2 separate regions of the Sus scrofa genome follow, and region 1 is linked to region 2. Evidence: chromatin contacts called from public HiChIP or PLAC-seq data. All regions are on one chromosome and are shown on one strand. The core of a region is the stretch at or near the end of the contact, and the rest is flanking DNA. Distances in the headings are between cores, read along the strand shown. Region 1 overlaps RALY (RNA-binding protein Raly). Region 2 has its middle 6.0 kb from the start of CHMP4B.

Region 1 (2,700 bases), core at 77-2,576, 190 kb before region 2:
AAAGTAAAAGGGTCATGAGAGAGGGACAAGGGAAGGAAAGAACAGAAAGAAAAAAAGGTAGAAAAGATAGAAGAGAAAATTTCCTATAGTCTGGCCTAGAAATTTAGCACGCATTCTAGCAAGAATTCTAGCTGAGGAGTTCCCATCGTGGCTCAGTGGTTCATGAATCCGACTAGGAACCATGAGGTTGAGGGTTCGATCCCTGGCCTTGCTCAGTGGGTTAAGGATCCAGCGTTGCCATGATCGTGGTGTAGGTTGCAGACGCGGCTCAGATTCCTCATTGCTGTGGCTCTGGCGTAGGCTGGTGGCTACAGCTCCAATTCGACCCCTAGCCTGGGAACCTCCATATGCCGCAGGAGAGGCCCAAGAAATGGCAATAAAAAGACAGAAAAAAAAAAAAGAATTCTAGCTGAGGGGATAGGTGAATTAGGGGATATGGGGCTGACCTCTGTACCTCATTGCTTTTACTCTAAGTGACCTCCAATTGGAATGTTCTTCCCATCATCTTTGTCAACTGAACTTCTAAATCTTCAAGGATATATTCAAAGGCTACCAGCTTCTAGAAGCTTCCAAGATTTCTCTCAGTTAAAAGTTTCTCTCAGTTCTCAGGAATCCCCAGGGAATTCCCATGGTGGCTCAGCAGCAACGAATCCATTTAGTATCCACAAGGATTCGGGTTCGACCCCCAGCCCCGCTCAGTGTGTTAAGGATTCAGCGTCGCTGTGAGGTGCCATGTAGGTCACAGATGCGGCTTGGATCCAGGCATTGCTGTGATGTAGGCTGGCAGCTGCAGCCCTGATTCGACCCCCAGCCTGGGAACTTCCACATGTTGCAAGTGTGGCCCTAAAAATACACACACACACACACACACACAAAGAACTACCATAAACAGCCAGAACACTTTGTCATACTGTACCTGTAGCATTTAATGTTCAACTTTATACCACAGATATCTGCACACATATATTTGTCATTCTTTCTGCAAGTACTATTTGTGCCAGGCCTATTACAGAGACAAAGGAAACAAAGGAAAATAGTGCACTGTCCCTTGGCCCATAAGGTCTCACTTTCATGAATGAGAGCAGACTCAAGTGTGACAGAGCAGAAGATCAACATTGATTCTGCTTATGGAGTGATTAGGGAAAGCTTCACTGAGAAAGGCAGCATCTGAACTAGTATAAAAAATAGGAGTTTGTCAATTAGAGGACAGGGAACCAAGAGAGTTTTCTACTCAGAGGGAAACAGTCAAAACAAAATCGTTCTACTGAGGAGGAGCACAGGGAAACAGTGTTAAACACTGTGCTGCTGATAGAGGGCAGCAAACTAGGGTGGCACCAGATTATATGAGCCTTGCAGCCAAGCCCACAGTTGAGATTTTACCCTTTCTAACCTGGGGTGGAGGTGAAGAAGAGGTATTCTAAATACATATAACTGCCCTACATTGGAGCAAGTCCTCTCAAAACTTCTGGAAAACAGGCCCACTCCCAGGCTCTGCATATTGCAGTGGCATTATGAGAATCTCCCATGGAGAAGGGCAACAGTAAGAGAAAAAGGGGATGGTACAGAAGGGAGGTAGTAGGGCTCAAGGAGGAAGGAGCTGGAGAGGAAGGGGGAAAAAAGAGGAAGAGAAGAGCCAAGGGAGGCACAAGAGGAAGGGATCTCGGCCCCAAGCCTCTTTGTTGCCGAGCTGTCCTCTACATCTTTCTAGGTCAATCTAATGTTAGTGACAGAAATAGACACTTTGTACCAAGATGAGGTTAAACATTAGTAACTGCCACCTCGACCCTCCATTTGCTCAGGATGATAGGGCCATACTAAGAAGTGGAGTTTGCCTGGGTCTACCCACAATTCCAAAGTATGCCAGAAGCCCCCCAGTGCCATGCCCTAAGAGCATGAGACAGAAGCAGCAAAGAAAAGTCTAGAGTTTGAAGCAGGGGCCTGCCCAGGACCTGTTGCTGCTGCAAACAGTATCCTAAAGCTGTTGCCTTCTCTGGACTTCAGCTTCATCAGAAAAACAAGGGGAGTAAACAGGATGCTCTCTAAAGGATAAGAGAGTACAGAAGCTGCTGTGCTACCCACAAAGGATGATGTTTAATGTGAGAATTTCCCTAACCTAACTTTTCAGGGCTGCACCTGTGGCATATGGAAGTTACCAGGCTAGGGGTCGAACTGGACCTACAAGTGCCAGTCTACACCACAGCCACAGCCACTCGGGATCCGAGCTGTGCCTGCAACCTACACCACAGCTCACAGCAACACCAGATCCCCAACCCACTGAGCAAGGCCAGGGATTGAACCCGCATCCTCATGGATACTAGTCAGATTCGTTTCCACTGCACCACAGTGGGAACTCCCATAACCTAACAAAATCTTAACTTCATTCTTTACACTCAAAGTTACAGCCAGTTTGAAGCCAGGAAGCCAGCCACAGAATGGCAGCTGTCTCTGACACTATCATCCATTTGGCCTTGTCCAAAGTCTTATTCCTGTCCAGACCTGTTTATCACCTCATAGGTGACAAAGAAATGCTCAGGACCAAGGACATGTTTTGTCTGACCCACACAAGTTTGTTAAAAAATAAACCCGAGTTAACTGTCAACATTTAAAATCAGATCTCTGTTTTTTCTAGATTTCTAGCTTCTCTTAAAATATTAGAAATCTGGCAACACTAGACCCTCTGAGATAAAGGTCAAAGGGCTT
Region 2 (2,700 bases), core at 133-2,632:
GAGCAACCCAACTAAAAAGCACTGAATTATATATCTTGAATAGTTAAAATGGTGAGTTTTATGTCATGTGAATTTTTTGTACCGTTTTTTGTTTGTTTGCTTCCTTTTTTTTTTTTTTTTGAGGGCTACACCTGTGGCATATGGAAGTTCCTGAGCTAGGGGTAGAATTGGAGCTGCAGCTGCCAGCTACGCCACAGCCACAGCAACGCCAGATCAGAGCTGAGTCTGTGACCTACACCACAACTCACAGCAACATGGGACCCTTAACCCACTGAGAAAGGCCAGGGATCAACCCGCATCCTCAATGGCTACTTGTTGGGTTCTCAACATGCTGATTCACAACAGGAACTCCTGTTATGTGAATTTTAACTCAAAAAAAGAGTGAAGTAATGAAAATAAAACATGTTTTGTTGCCAACCACACAAACATAGAACTGGGACTCTTCCATTCAGCCATGTGGCAATACGCTTCACCTGCCTCCGTTTCCCCATCTATGAAAGAGACACTAACTTCAACACCAAGCCATTCTGAGGATTCACTGAAAATATAGGTAAAGGGCCTGGCACAGAATACACATGTAATATATATTTACAAAATAAATAAACAACAATAACAGAAATACAAATAACAGCTATTGAGCCCTTACTCCGAGTCAAATGGCTTACACAGTATATCTCATTTAATCATCCAATTACAGCTCAATGAGGTAGGTACAGATTACAGCTGAGGAAACAGAAGCTTAGAGAGGTTGAGTGATTTGCCCAAGATCACACCATCATTAAGTGGTGTGGCTGGCATCTGAATCCCCAGCAAATAATAGAAAATCTTTATTGAGCAGTTGGTGCTCAGCAAGACACCAAACTGAGCATTTTTACATGCATTACCTCATTTGGCCCACAAAACAACTGCACGATGTGAGCCTTCTCATTGTTCCCATTTTGTACATGAGATACTGGAGAAGCAGAGTTGAATAACTCAACCAAGGTCACACGGCTTGTAGGGGCAGAGCTGGGATTCTTACTGTAAAGACAACCTGCTCATCCACTATGCCTGTAACTGCCTACATCCAAAGAAAGGAATGGACTGAGAGGTACGCATATAACCAAGCAAGGGCTCCTTTGCCCACACAGTGCAGAAAGCAAACTCTGAGAGCAAAGTCAGCATTTACTGGCAGGACATCAAGCAAGAGAGAGGGCAATTCTCTTTTGGCACAGCGAATTAAGGATCCAGCATTGTCACTGAAGCAACTTGGGCCACAGTGGTGGTGCGGGTTTGATCATTGGCCCAGGCAGGAACTTCCACTTGCTATGGGCATGGCCAAAAAAAAAAAAAAAGAGGAAATGTCACAGAAATGTTACAAAAGGATGATGATTAATCCCAGTTTCTTTGTTCTTCCCCTTTTAAACATCCTAAGCTCAAAGACCAAGAGGCTTGTCTCCCACTCTCTTCATATCTACAACAGCAGTTTTCTTACATAAATGATGTTATAGACAACATCATAGTCACCTGCTATGGTTGATCAGTGTTCAGTTAGCACAGGACTGAGGTCAGAGAGGACAAGAATGGAACTGAGGTCAGAGGAGACAAGCAGGGGAATAATGTTTTGGATAGAGAGGTAAGTAGTAAACTCAGTAAGAGGACTTCCCGTTGTGGCTCCATGGTAACGAACCAAACTAGTATCCATGAGGACGCGGGTTTGATCCCTGGCTGTGCTCAGTTGGTCAAGGATCCAGCACTGCCCTGAGCTATAGTGTAGGTTGCAGACATGGCTTACATTCCGTGTTGCTGTGGCTGTGGTGTAGGCTGGGAGCTGTAGCTCCAATTTGACCCCTCGCCTGGGAACATCCATATGCCATGGGTGTGACCATTAAAAAAAAACAACAACCCCCCTCAAAAAAAACATGTCAGATCCACTGCACACAGCCCCCACTCGCTCCCCACATACTTCAGAGTAAAAGCCAAAGTCCTTGCAATGTCCCTCAAGCCCCTCATGATGTGTCATGATCCTCCTGTCACCTCACTGCCTTCCACCTTTCTAACTCCTCACTCCAGTCACAATGGCCTCTCTTCCCTTTTTTTTTTTTTTTGCTTTTTAGGCCATACCTGCAGCATATGGAGATTCTCAGGCTAGGGTCAAATCGGAGCTACAGCTGCCAGCCTACACCACAGCCACAGCAATGCCAGATCCTTCCCACTGAGTGAGGCCAGGGATTGAACCCACATCCTCATGGATACTAGTTGGATTCTAAACCCACTGAGCCACAGCAGGAACTCTCTCTCTGCTGTTCTTCAAACACAGCAGGGCCCTCCATCATGAGGACATGGCTTTGCAAAGGTTGAGCCCTCTGTCTGCATGCTGTTCCCCAGATACCAACATGGCTCATTTCCTCTTCTCTTTTGAGTCTTTTCCCAAATGTTTCCTTCCCAGTGAAGCTTTCCAGGCCACTCCAAATAATACTGCAAACTGCCCCCAACCTTGCACGCCCAAAACCTCTATTTGCCTCTATTTTTTCTCTTTTCTACAGTACTTCTCACTTTCTAAAATATTGTATAATTTGCTAATTTACTTTGTTATTTGTCTTCTTTTTATTGGCCATGCCCATGAAATGTGGAAGTTCCCGGGCCAGGGATTAAACATGGGCCACACCAGTGACAACATCGAGTCCTTAATTAACCACGAGGCCATTAGGAAACTCCTGT

What was found. HiChIP or PLAC-seq counts read pairs in DNA pulled down with a chosen protein or histone mark.
Region 1: a contact with region 2 is called in an H3K27ac HiChIP or PLAC-seq map of alveolar macrophages. The contact joins two enhancer-like sites. A contact is called at or near these places in 1 of 47 Hi-C or Micro-C datasets (heart right ventricle) and 1 of 2 datasets of contacts at active chromatin or transcription factors (alveolar macrophages).

The regions. Positions count from the first base shown.
Region 1 is chr17:37,465,192-37,467,891 of Sscrofa11.1, reverse strand. All of the region lies in intron 1 of RALY (RNA-binding protein Raly), which reads right to left. Among named protein-coding and RNA genes, the nearest start is that of RALY, 19 kb to the right of the region's middle. Within about 2 kb of position 1,326, at least 4 of the 83 cell types and tissues checked have an H3K27ac peak or open chromatin away from gene starts, as enhancers often do. A contact at or near this core is called in alveolar macrophages, where this site is marked.
Region 2 is chr17:37,278,068-37,280,767 of Sscrofa11.1, reverse strand. No RefSeq gene overlaps it. Among named protein-coding and RNA genes, the nearest start is that of CHMP4B, 6.0 kb to the left of the region's middle. Within about 2 kb of position 1,382, at least 4 of the 83 cell types and tissues checked have an H3K27ac peak or open chromatin away from gene starts, as enhancers often do. A contact at or near this core is called in alveolar macrophages, where this site is marked.